Regions from separate parts of the Mus musculus genome. Here region 1 is linked to region 2. A link is a contact called in public HiChIP or PLAC-seq data. All regions are on one chromosome and are shown on one strand. The core of a region is the stretch at or near the end of the contact, and the rest is flanking DNA. Distances in the headings are between cores, read along the strand shown. Region 1 overlaps Gm42294 (a long non-coding RNA gene). Region 2 holds the start of Tmem268 (transmembrane protein 268).

Evidence for each region. HiChIP or PLAC-seq counts read pairs in DNA pulled down with a chosen protein or histone mark.
Region 1: an H3K4me3 HiChIP or PLAC-seq map of bone marrow-derived macrophages shows a contact between it and region 2, with 2.3 times the contacts expected there. The contact joins the enhancer-like site here to the promoter of Tmem268 in region 2. A contact is called at or near these places in 3 of 39 promoter capture datasets (3T3-L1-derived adipocytes, hippocampal neurons and maxillary cranial neural crest) and 1 of 115 datasets of contacts at active chromatin or transcription factors (bone marrow-derived macrophages).

Annotation. Positions count from the first base shown.
Region 1 is chr4:63,717,253-63,723,776 of GRCm38.p6, forward strand. All of the region lies in intron 1 of Gm42294 (a long non-coding RNA gene), which reads left to right. Among named protein-coding and RNA genes, the nearest start is that of Gm42294, 24 kb to the left of the region's middle. Within about 2 kb of position 2,214, at least 25 of the 459 cell types and tissues checked have an H3K27ac peak or open chromatin away from gene starts, as enhancers often do. A contact at or near this core is called in bone marrow-derived macrophages, where this site is marked.
Region 2 is chr4:63,557,412-63,563,945 of GRCm38.p6, forward strand. It overlaps Tmem268 (transmembrane protein 268), which reads left to right and starts at 1,352. Exons shown (of 10, transcript NM_001356354.1): 1 at 1,352-1,546; 2 at 3,501-3,584; 3 at 5,029-5,220. The coding sequence starts at 5,112.

The DNA of each region.
Region 1 (6,524 bases), core at 964-3,463, 160 kb after region 2:
AGGGTTGTGAACACACTATGACACACTATGAGCCCTAATCACTCTTTTCCTTGAAGTGGGTTTCCTTTAGGTGTATTGCCACAGTAAGAGAGAACTGACTAATATAAGAACACTATGAGCCTCAGAAGTCAGTCTTACTGAGTTATTAAGTGTGGGGATAAATGTGACCTGTCTGAGACCTTAGTCTGTCTTGGGACACTTGATTGGAATTATAGATGTCTCCAAAATACATTGCATCCCTGAATAGCTGGACTAGGTGTGATTGCCCTGAGAGAATGGCAAGTCCCAAAGGCCTTGGACTCCACTCCCCTCTGCCTGTCTGCATCAGAGCCATAGGTACTTCTAGGGATTTAGTCTTAGCGTGAGGTCTCCACAGTGGGGTTTCTCTGACCTTTTAGTTCAGGGACCATACTCCCCTTGGGGAAACATCTAAGGGTTAGGTACATAGTATGCCTATTCAGACATGCTTAGCCCCTGTATTCTATGACTCCTTTAGCTTCTTCCTCTTTGAACCTCTCTTTACGTTCTATTAAACAGACACTGTCATCTAGGGCCCATCTCCTAACCACCGCCACCCCTAAAACTCTTGGGAAGAGGAACATAGCTTACTATTTCCCTTGTGATTTTAGACTACATTTTCTTATGCAAAGGTAAAGACTAAGAGAGATCCTTGGAGCATGGCAAGTAAAGCTTAGATGGGCATGCTTTTGAATAACTGTGTGAGAAGGGATTTTGGACCTTCTTGCAGCAGCTGTAAGAGAAACACTTACTGTCTAAGTGCATGGAATGGAGCATGCGGGCCAAGCCCAGGGTGCAGCTTACTTGCTTTGGCCCAGAGACAGCTGGCAGCCGGCCAGTGTTTTGGCCTCCTTGGTCTTTGACCCCCAAAGGTCTGGAATTAGAGTGAGTCACACTTGTTATTAGCCGATGATCGTATTGTGAGGTCACAAACCCAATGTTACCTAAACTTTGAAGTGTGCAATAAGTGTCTGGGATACAAACTCTGAGTCGCTTGTGATAAAGGCCCTGTCTTTGTTTTTAAATCCCCAAAGCCTTTCTTGTTTCCTTTATAACCTTTATCACAATCACTTGGCAATTATTTAGTAATTCCCTTATTGTACTCTCTATTTCAACTCAATAGTGCAAATATTTGGCGAGTCTGTTAGCCTTATCCGTCTCACACATGGCACTTGGCAGAGCCTGACATGCCACTGTGGCCTTATGGCTTCATACTGTTTGTAATTTAGTATGTGCAGAAGAAAAGAGAAGGAGACCACAGACCATCAGGGTCATGTTCAGAAAGTGTGACAGCTGGTTCTTACTGAGCAGGGACCAAGGATCTCGACAGAACCATCATCAGTTGCTGTCATGTGTACTGTTTCCTTTTGCCTCTCAAGGGTATCACCCTAATCTTACTGCTTTGTAGATGGAGGAGGTAAAGTGCAGACAGACTGGTTCAGCTATCTGAGTCTCAGAGCTGGAACACGGCAGAGGAGAGATCATACATCTATCTACTTCCATAGCCTTGCTCCATAGCCTCAGGTATCGGTGCATGGAAAATTCAACTAGAACGAATTAGCTGGGAGTTAAAAAAAATATTTTCTCTGTGTTCCACCTAAGAGATTGTGGTGGTTTGAATGAGAATGGCCCACACAGGCTCATATATTTGAATGCTTGGTACTCAGTTGATGAACTGTATGGGAAGGATTAGGAGGTGCGTCTTTGTTGGAGATATGTTGTTCAGGGTAGGATTTGAGAATTCAAAAGCCCTCACAAGGCCCAGTCTCTCTGTCTCTCTGTCTCTCTCTGTCTCTCTCTGTCTCTCTCTCTGTCTCTCTCTGTCTCTCTCTGTCTCTCTCTGTCTCTCTCTGTCTCTCTCTGTCTCTCTGTCTCTGTCTGTCTCTGTCTCTCTCTTTCTCTTTCTGCTGACTTCAGATCAGGATCTAACCCTCTCAGCTACTGCTCCATTACCACACTTATCTCCTTTATGTCAAGATGATAATGGACTAATCCTCTGCAATGATTTTTAATTTCTTTAAAAAAATAGGAGTCATCTTAGGTATGGTCTCTCTTCACAGCACTAGAATAGTAACAGCATTAGGCTTATTAATGCTGTGATGAAACACTGTGACCAAAAGCAACTTGGGGAGGAGATGATTTATTTGGCTTCTACTTCCCCATCATTGTTTATTATTGAAGGAAGTCAGGACAGGAACTCAAGCAGGGTAGCAACATGGAGCTGATGCAGAGGCCAGGGAGGGTGCTGCTTATTGGCTCTGTTCCTCATGGCTTGCTAAGGCTGCTTTCTTATAGATCCCAGGACCATCAGCCCATGGATGATCTTACCAATCATAGGCTGGACCCATCCTATCAATCACTAATTAAGAAAATGCCATACGGTTGGACCTTTGGAGACATTTTCTCAATTGAGGTTCCCTCCTTCCAGATGACTTTAGCCTGTGTCAAGTTGATGTAAAACTAGCCAGCACAGTAACTAAGACAGAGATTCTGATTGCATTGGTCTGGGATAGTCTATTCCTATACTCTACTTTTACTAGTATGCAGCCAAAGTTGAGAACTCAGTGAGGTAAACATAGCCAGTAAGGGCGTCTTTCCTTTAGCATGGCTACAGATATGAGTTGCTGGAGACAGTTTTGGAGTGGTGTTTCACTGTCCCTAGGAGGAATAGTAACCTGGAGAGGAGAGGGCTCTGGGTATAATGTCCTCTACAAAAGCAAGGCCAGACTTCTTATAATACAAGAATAATGACAGTTGTGCTAAAGTTAAGCTAGAACCCTAGAATTTTAGATCTGTACTTGAATTTAGAGGTGCCCTTTGAGGTCCAAAGGAGTTAGGTGACTTTGCCAATGATACACATAAGACACAGTGATATGGCAAAGCCTAGAAGCAGAATGAGACACTGTGTGAGGAGATGGAATCACACTTACTGGAAGGCCCAAGTCCATGGAGTTCCTGGGTCTCAGTGAACCTAACCTTATTCATGTGTAGGAGAGCCACGATGACAGGGGTTCCTGCTCTCCAAGTTCTGATGTGAAGGTGAAGGAAAACTGGGCTTGCAAAATGCTTGGTGAAGGCTCGCCACAGGGCACATGGTCCAATCAACTAAGGCCAGGTAGAGACTATAGACCAGAAAGGAGACAGGACTTACTTTTAGGGTGGGTGGTGACATTTGAGAGGAACTGGAAGCCAATAGAGAAGAACCCCACATCACTGGTTAGCAGCTGGAACTGGTCTGAGGACTCGGTGTGGCCACAATTGAGGTTCCCAGTTTGGGCAAGGCTGGGATGACCAACATTGCATGATTCTGGTACTTCTATAGGTTAGTAGGAGTGAGGCCCTGGCATGCCAGAGGAAAGGACATTCCTGGGTGGGATCTCTGCTGTGCTTGCAGTGGTCATATGATGCTTTGAATGGGAGACCCAGTCATCTTTTGAGGGCTTCATGCTTATTTCCGAGGTTGCCAGTGGCAGTATGAGCAAGTATGGTTATTGACATGAACCCAAGGAAATGATGCTCTGAGGAGTAAATGAGATGATGCATGCCATGTGCTTAGCTCCTAGTTAGCTATTATTATAGATTACTGACTATGGGTTCTGAGAGGAGGGTACTTTCTTCCTCTCTGGATTAGGATCCTGGCTTTGCAGAGTTATTTTGGACCTGTGGACTTAATTTCTCAGGCTTCATTTCCCTCATCCATTCAGTAAGAAAAGGCCACTTTCATAGCATTGTTGAATAAGGTGAATTATGGGAAGATTTCATCTCAGGACCTGGGAAACACCAGCTGTAAATACAATAGTAACTCACTAGTGGTATGGAGAGTGGACTGCCAAGCCCTACTGAAAGCCTAAAGGGACCAGTGGGAAGAGGGAGTTGAAGAGGTCGGTTAACATGGAACAGCATGAGTACACATTGGAATACCTATCTCAGGTGCAGTTAGCTTTCTGTTTCCTCCACTAAAGAAGAGAAAAGTCCCTGTGCCTAGGGACACAGAGTTCTGCTTTCTCTTGGACAAGTCCTCTTCCCTCCCTACAAATCTGATAAAAGGAAGCACATTTGAAACTCAAGTGCCACGGGCACAGACTTATTCAGCCCTGTCATTTCTTTAATTAGATTTTTATTGTTTTTTAATGCAATATAATATGATATATTTTGATTATAATAATATAATTTGATCATATTATTTCCCTCCCCCAAATCTTCATGGTCATCCCTACTTTCCTACCCACCCAACTTTATTTTTCTCTCTCTTTCTCAAGGCTTCCCTGGAAAAGCCAACAAACAAACAAACAAACAAACAAACCAGCAGGAAAACAAAGCAAAACAAAACCAAAAAAAGCTAAACACACTAAACTGTAACAAAAACAACAAAAAGTACACACACACAAAAAAACCCAACATGGAGCCCTGAGCATAGGGCCTGTCCTGGAGTGTGACTTACATATCCAGTGTCACTCCATGGGAGAAAACTGATTTTGTCTCCCTCAGTGAGGATAAATTGCAAGTAGCTTCTTGGTTAGGAGTGAGGTTTGTGTGTACTCCCCTGGGATTGTGTCTGGCTTGAACCTGTGCAGGTCTTATGCATGCTGCTGTGGTCTCTGAGTTCATATGTGCATCAGCCCTGGTGTGTTTGCAAATGCTGTTTCCTTGGAGTCATCCACCACCTCTCACTCTTACAGTCTTTCAGCCTCTCCTTCATGATTGATCCCAGAGCCTTTAGGGAAGGGGTTTGATGTAGACATTCCATTAAGGGATAAATTTGAACCCTGTTCTTAATCAGAGAAGAAAATGGAAACTTAGAGATGTATTGGCCAAATTGGCAGCCTGGGGCCTATCTAGAACAGAGGTCTTCTGCCCCTTATACAGCAGTTTGTATGACTCCATATTGGATCATTAGTACTATTATTGTGATGGGATATGTATGTGTAGGTGGATAGATGCCAGATAAACATAGACTGATCATGCTAAGCTCATAGTCATAATGGTAATATTAGACCTTTGGAATGGGGACTCTCATCTGTCACTGGTCGTCCCCATAGATGACAAGCTGACACTGGAGAGAAGGTAAATGACTTCACCTCTTTGTTCTTGAGGTTCTGGGGATGGAAAGTCTTTTTGGGAATCTGCTGGAAAACTCATTTTTGGGGACCTGCATTACACTTTCATCACTGTTTGCCTCTGGAAAATTGAAATGAGTTTTCACCGGTATTAGCTTGCAATGTTTCATTTCATGCTACAAGTGTAAGAAACAAACTGTTCTCCGTCACTCCCAGGGATGGGCACAAAGAGATGAGAAGGGAACTGACCTCTTGAAGGACCAAGAGCCTTTCCCAGGCTTGTAGGAAGGAGATTTTGAGGCAGACGCTTCAGAGCAGAGCCTCACTCCACCACCTTTTGTGTCTGATTTTACCTGTAGAGGTAGAGATACATTTTCTGATATGTGATTTTTTTTTAAACTCTTAAAAATGTCAATTTAATACTGGCATGGTAGTACATTTCTTCAGCCTCTGTGCTTGGGAGGAAGATGCAGGTGGATCTCTGAGTTAGAGGACAGCCTGGTCTACATAGGGAGTTCCAGGACAGCCAAGGTTACATAGAGAAATGCTGTCTTCATCCCTCCAAGAAACAGTTGGCAATTCAAGATAGTTCACATCTGAGCCCCAGAAGTGAACTGGTACCAGAAGTCTATTGCTCTGGGAAGTGGGCAGAAATGGATGTCTTGAACCCTTTTGATTTTATTATTTTTGACAGAATCTTATTTTGTAGCCCAGGCTGGCCTTGATGTCATGTTCCTCCTGTCTTAGGCTCCTGAGTTCTGCAATGACATGCATATACCCCTAAGGCAAGCTCTATTTGAGTTATTCCATTGTGGTTTGTATACATGTCTATGCCTAGATTTGTGTAAGTGTACGTCTGTGTAGGCCAGAAGAGAACACCTGGGTGTCTGTTGCTATCATTCTCTACCATATGTGTATTTATATGTATATGTATGTATATGTATGAGCATGTATATGTATGTGCATGCATACATGGTGGGGGGATCATGGTTGATGCCAAGAATCTTCTCCAGTTGTTTTTGATCTTATTCGGTGGGGGCAGGATCTCTCAGTTGAACCCAGAGCTCACTGACACAGCTTGTCTCAGCAGCCAGCTTGCTTTAAGGATCCCTGTTTCACCTTTCAAAGCTGGAGATATTGATGACAGGTACTCCCACCATGTGGGACTGTGAAAGGAAGCCTGTTTTCTAGTTGAGCTAGGTTTAAACCCTGGAGACCCAGCAGATACCTCTGCAAGAAATGGAAGGAAGTTTGCCACGCCCAGATGCCAGGCTCGTGTCAGGACACAAGGCCCCAGCTCCATAATTCTGTGGCCATCAGTCATGTAGGGCAATGCCCCAAGCTCCTGGTATTCTCTCTGGACTCCACCCCCACAGTTACCTGGCAACAGCCAGGTAGGCCCTGCCCACTATGAAAGGGTTGTTTGCCCCTCACTCTCTTACTCTTGCC
Region 2 (6,534 bases), core at 102-2,601:
AGTGAAGACAGGCTGGTGGGAAGGCAGTAGGGCATCTCTGACATTGAGGAGGGTTGCTTCACAGGCAGGGTTGGGGGTGGGGCGGGGCTAGGCCACAGCTTGTTGCTGTTTCCTTTTCAATAGCCGGGTCAGCATTTAGAAGTCTCAGCACCCTTGGGTCTTTTGTTCCCAGGCCTCTACATTACTGTTTAGCAAGTTGATCAAACTACATGGGAGGCTCCCACGAACTGTTTTCTACTGCCCAGGGCAAGGCTGGCACAGAGCAGGTACTCAGTGCTGATTTGCTCACAGATAAGTTCATTTTCAGTAGCCTGCCACCTTGATCCTCACTTGTCCCCGTGGGCACCTCCATGGGATATGCTAATTTGGGTTTTCAATTCATTCTCGCTGCCTGGAAACATCCTGCAGGCACATGTAAGTCCTGTGGTCTGGAAGTCCTCAAGAGTTGTTAAAAGGAAGAAATGTGTTTGTGTCTCTCTGTGTGTACAAGACCACTTGTAGAGACAAGGGCAGTGGCATGTACTGCCCTAGTCCTTCCTGTAAGCAAGGGTGGGAACCACCTGTGCATTCATCGATCCCCTGAAAAAGAAACCAGGCTGTTGGTGCAGCAACCAAGTGCCCACCGTCTTTGTTGAAAGACAATGTTTGGTGGCTAATAGGATATAAACACGTACTCCAAAGAAAAGTACATGTAGTTAGCCAGGTCTGCTGTTGTCAGAACAACCCACCAAGGTGAACCCAAGACTAGTGATTTACCTGGAAAAAGAAGCAGGCCATCACAGATCCTTTTAAATCTCAAGGAGCGGGGTGTGCAAGTGTGTGTTTGAACACCTCACACATTATTTCGTAAAGATCTCACACAATTTCACAGCACTGTCTCAACTAAAGATTTTTAAAGAAAACGCAGATACAAAGTGGAGACTACACCGACGCTTTCAATACTGAACACCGTTTTTCATTAAAAACAAGCCTGGAAGAAACTTCTGGTCCCGAGTGTGCCTCATGCATCGGATCCCATGACTTTGTCACTCGGGACAGGCCTCCCCGCCCCGCTCCTTCACTGCAGGGACGAGCTCAGATCTCATGCACGTGGCGGGCGCAGGGCCCCTACCGGCGCCCTGGGGGAGCGTGGCTGATGAAACGCTCCGGGCTCGGCCCGAGAGACGCTCCTGCCGTAGGGCGACTCGGCGGAGACCGGCTGGGGCGACGCGCCCCAAAAAGGGCGCGCGGGGACGGCGGGGGCGGCGGCGCCGGGACGCCGCGGCGTACAAGGGGCATGGAACCTCTGACCCTGAGCGGCCCGGGCGGCAGCGCGGCGGTGAGTGTGCGCGAGCCGTGCGCGTGCCCGCGCGTCCGCGCTCCCGCGCTCGGGGGTTGGGGCCGCGGGGCCTGCGTGCGCGTCCCTCCGCTCAGGCTCGGGTGACCTCTTCCCGCCCCACGCGTCAGGCGTGGGATCTGCAGGGCAGGGCGGGTGATTTCTGGGGTAAAGGAACCCCAAGGCCAGAGGGCAGAGATCGGGGAGCCTGCTGCCCAAGCCCGAGGCCAGGTACGGTGGGAGACGCCGGGCCGGGCCGCGCCGAGCCGGCTTTCTGTTTTGGCTCCCTCCGGGTTTGCTCCCTGACCTTGGATAGTCGGCTTTCTCTTCCGGGGCTTAATGTTCTCATCATTGAAATGGGGCGTTTGAACTCCTTGTCCAGCCAGGTTTTTCTGCCCTAAACTTTTGGGGGACTGCTGCTTCTCTGATGTGTTGGACTTGCATTGTAATTAATGAAGCTGAGTTAGAAGAAGGAAATCCATTTTTTTTTTTTCTTTCTTTCCTTTCAGGATATGTTAGGCGCTCAGATGTTGGTGAGGCTGGCAGGCACTGTGCAGAGATGAGACCTCTTGGGGGCTTGAGTCTGCACAGCCCGCAACTGGAAAATCTGGTTGCAATGTGGGTTCCCAGAGGAACTCGGTCGGCAGTCACTTGCTCCCTCTGTGCTTTGCTTACCATGGTGTGGGGCTCCCTTACTTGTGTGCTGAAGATTGGAGCAGAGCTGAGGAGGTGGTAAATGGTTAGCATTTGCCATTGGGGTCCTGCCTGACCCCTCATGGCCCTGTAGCCTCGGTACTTGGATGAGAATGTACACGGGGAGCCCTGGACCCATCCTGACCTCTGAGTCGAGTCCATTCAGTTCTGTGTGGCTCCTTTCAGTCTCCTCCTTGGCGAAGCAGCCCATTTAGGCAGCCCAGGGAGTCTGTCGTCCTCCACCTTTGCTGCCTAGTTTCCTCCTCCTCATCTCTCTGGCAGTTCTGAGTGTGTTTTCCCCAGTGGATGGTGATCCCTGCAGGGGAGGGCTGAGCAAACGCTCCATGTTCCACTCCTGGTTTTACAGTCCAGGGGCTGGCCCTAGAAGGTTCTCAGGGAATGTTTGTGGCATAGGTTGATGACAGCTACCTTCTCTCAGTAATCAACCTTTTCCCAAGTGTGGATCTCATGGACGTGGAACCCATAGGGCAATCCTAAGTGTCTGTCCTTGTCTCCTTTCCAGGAAATGGAGGCAGAGAGAAGTCTTGTTACCTTGCTCAAGGCTACCCAGGTGGGAAGTGGTTGGGCTGGGCAGGTTACTTTTAGCCAACACACACAAACTTGGGTGTGTGACTGGAGTCTGCTGATTGGGTCTCTGTGGGCAGCTGAGGGGGCTGATGTGGGTGCTGTGATTTCTGCCCCCGACACAATGCTTCATTGTGGCATTTTGCAACCAGTGGATCCTTCTGTGCAGCCCCGGGCTTGAGCAACTCCAGTCTGTGTCAGCTCCTCCCAGCCTTTTCAACACTCCAGTGTTGGGAGGCTTCACCGAGAGGGCCTGAGTCCTCGGCCAGGAGTACAGATGTCAGGGTTGGGTCTGCCTTGTGGCCTACCTAGCAGTTGCTCAGAGGCAGCAGAGGGGCGCAACCTTGTGGCCATTGTGCCTCTTGGGTCTATAGAAAGAGCAGGCGCACTAAGATAGGCTGGTAAGTACTCCTTTGTTTGAGACCGCTGTTGTGAGTTGGACTGAGCATGAGCCGCAAGGAGACTCAGGCTGACTGGACTTGGTTTCTATATCACTGCCTAGGAATTGTGGTTTCTTCTGACCCACTCGAAGATGATTCCATGAATTAGCTGGAAAGGAAGCCAGCCCAAGCGTGGGTGCTGAGGGCTGAGACCCTGGAGTCACTAAAATCCTTCTCCCGACTCTTTGGCTGATAGCCACTCAGCTTTGGAGAGAGTATGTCTTGACCACGGAACAGGAAACCCATGTTGAGGAGAGAACGGAATCTGGGCTGTGGGCAGAGTAAGGGGAACACTGCCATTGTAGACGCTCCTGCCTCTTCATCTGGCTTTTTATAGGGGCACCTTGGGGTAGAACTTGGGGAACCAGGCTTGGGCAGCAAGTGCTTTTTACCCTCGGATCCATCCCCCTGACCGCAGATCCTTCTGTTCTCAACAGGAGTCCCCTCCCCCCATTTTCATTTTGCAGAGCATCCCAGCCTTGTGCAGCTGTGCCTGTTGAAATCTGGAGAGAAACAGTGAAGAAGCCAGAAGGTTCAGTTCCTCCCTGAAGGTCAGCGGGCAGTGGGGCTTGGGGGCCAGTTTGGATTCAAGTAGGTGTGTGTCATCTGTATGCTTCCTGCCTTCCCCAGTGTCAACCTCCCTTGGTAGCACATGAATGATCTAGAGGATTTTTCTCAGGACTGGTGTGCTCTTCGTGGCATTTAATAGGACATGATCTTTCTTGGGACACGTGTCACAGGTGGTAGCAGATTGGTGACTCAGGAGGTCAGCAAAGGAGCCCCCATAAGGAGCATTCCCACTTTGACTGATGATAATGGCTAAAGGTGGATGCTGGCAGCACTGGCCACGCCTCCGGGACCCTGCAGAGCTAACTGCAAAGCCAGGGCTTGCTCTCCTTCTCAGTAGAGCGTTTAACTGCCAAGGTTTCCCTGCTGGAAACCTCTGACCACCTGGAAGCCCCAGCGAGCAAACCCTTGCTTCAGTGAAAGCGGCTGTCTGTAACTGCTTTCTCCTGTGACCAGGAGAAACTATCTTTCTTTTTAGGAGGCGGGGTTTACCTGGTAGCTTACACCTGTCTGCAGCTCACTGTGTATCATAGGCTGGCATTAAATGTTTGATCCAGTTGCCCTGCCTCGTGCACTCCTCAGAGCTGGGACTCTCAGCATATGTCATGAGGCTGGACTGAGAGTGTTTTGTTTTGTCTTTGAGACAGGGTCTCACTGTGTAGCCCTGGCTTGCCTGGAGCTCACTATGTTGACCAGGCTGGTGATAGATCTGCCTCTGCCTCTAGAGTGCTGGCCTTGAAGGATTTAAAGAGCTAATACACATGGAGTGTGATATCTGTTCCCCATGGCCTTCCCGTGATTTTGATTCCTATGTCCATTGATTCTTGGTAGTGGGCCTCTGTGGGGAGAGGTCTGATAGATTTGAAGAAGCCTATTCGAAGTTCTGAGGATGAGTGATGTATCCAAGTTTACACAAGTAGGAGGCTGTGGGGCCACAGTGTGAATGAACCCTGAACATGGACTTTACCCCTTTAGAGAACTGGAATGTAGTCAGACTGTCTGCTAGTTCTCCTCTTCATGCTTGTCAGGACTTTTTGTGTGCAATCTGTGTTTCCTGTTCCCTGGTTTCGGTTTGTACATCTTGCAGAGCCTTGTACATGTAAACAGAGCTGTATATATGTGAACAGGCCTTCCCATAACGAACATAATACCTGTCCCAGGCTTGTTTGCCTGGGCATCTCAGGAAGGAATGGGTGGTGTCTGGTGTGGCTGAGCTGGAGAAGACCCTATGCTAGCTAGTAGGGAAATTCTCAGCAGAGGCCAGAGGAAGGTTTTAGTTCCTTCTTCTTCCTCCGAGAAGTTTCCTCAGTAAGATCGGAAGGTCAGCATTTAGACTCCTTATGGTCCTCCCTGGCCTTTAGCAACTCTGGCCTCCGGGAAGGCCAGGAAGCCAGGGACTCAACTTCTTTCTTTTGTTGTTCTTCATAGGCAAGTGGAGGTGAGACGCTGCCCCAGCATGAACTGCACCCCCAGAAACAGGAAGTAGAAGCTAGAGCAGCTGTCTGTCTGCCATGGCTTGTGAGCCTCCCACAGATCCTGGTGGGGCAGCTGGTCCCCTGCCCACCTCTACCCTTGGCTGCAACATCCTGCCTCAGGGGAACCCTCCTGGCTGGGGGCAAGGTAAGGCCATAACTGACTCCCAGCTTTTCCTTCTCACTGAGTGCCTTTCTGTGCTGAACTCCAACACTTTGTAACTGGAGTCTCTGTGTAGCTGGGTGACTTTGGTATTCAGCTGTAGGTCACTCTCCATCATTTCCACCGTGTTCTCACTGTCACCACCTCCTGACACCACCTTGAGCTTGACTGCCACTGCCTAGCTCCGTTTTCTGTCCTACTTTTCCAGATGTGTAGCTTGCTAGCGCATTCTGCCTCAGGGCTTCCCACTGGGCATGGCATGAAGATCCACCATTCATTCACCAGGCCAGCTCTGGTGCCCCCTGCTGCCTTGTTGTTTGTTCTTTGTAGGACATTCTGTCTCAGGACCTTTGCACATGATGATCTTTTTCTCCTCTCCTCTCCTCTCCTCTCCTCTCCTCTCCTCTCCTCTCCTCTCCTCTCCTCTCCTCTCCTCTCCTCTCCTCTCCTTGTTTCTAATCAGTGATGCTCTTTCGGTGCTCAGTTTTCATTTATCCTTCAGGCCACCATTCATCCTTCCTATGACAAATTATTTGTTGGCTTAGCCTTCGTCAGTGTTTTCTGATGTATTCTCCCTGCAGAATTTATTTAGTATACCAGGTATCTGTGTAGTAACTGTTGAGCCTCCCTACCAGAATGGAAGGTCAGAGAGGAGAGGGCTCTGTATCGTCTTAGCCTTCCCATGTCTGCAGAGCAGCAGGAGACCTGCTCCACTGGGGACGCAGAGTCGGTGTGCTGGGGAATGAAGGCATGGGTGGTAGCCGGGTGCAGCAAGGAGAAATAACACTGTAAACTGTGGGTGTTCTGTGGGATTGTGAGGATTGCACAGAGGGTCTGACACTCTGCTCAGAAAAGGTGTATGACTAGGTTAATAAAAAACAATTTAAGTACCTATACATGCTGCTGTAGAATGGGATGGGATGCAGAATTTTTTTTTTCCCTTCAGGACCTGAGTGGCATCACTCTGCCAAATTTTGGCAAGCCCTCTCCTATTTCTTTGTTCAATCTCAATACGCCCCATCCCCTCTCTCTCAGCTTTGCTTAGCTTAGATGTAGAAACAAGCATTTCCAAGCACAGGGCTTGCTGTTCTCCTGTTAAGCAACAAATGAGAGATCGTATTGCCAAGAATCTGGGGACTCCTGGTAGAAAGGCAAAGAGATCAGGTGAAAGGTTTCTGTAGTGTTTGGGCCAATGCTTGTGGAGCCCAGGGTGTGGCTGGCTGAAGGTTCCAGATTCTCCTGGGGAGGTTCATCCTGTGTGGCGGGTCAGGGCACCAGGGGGAGACCCCACTGAATGAT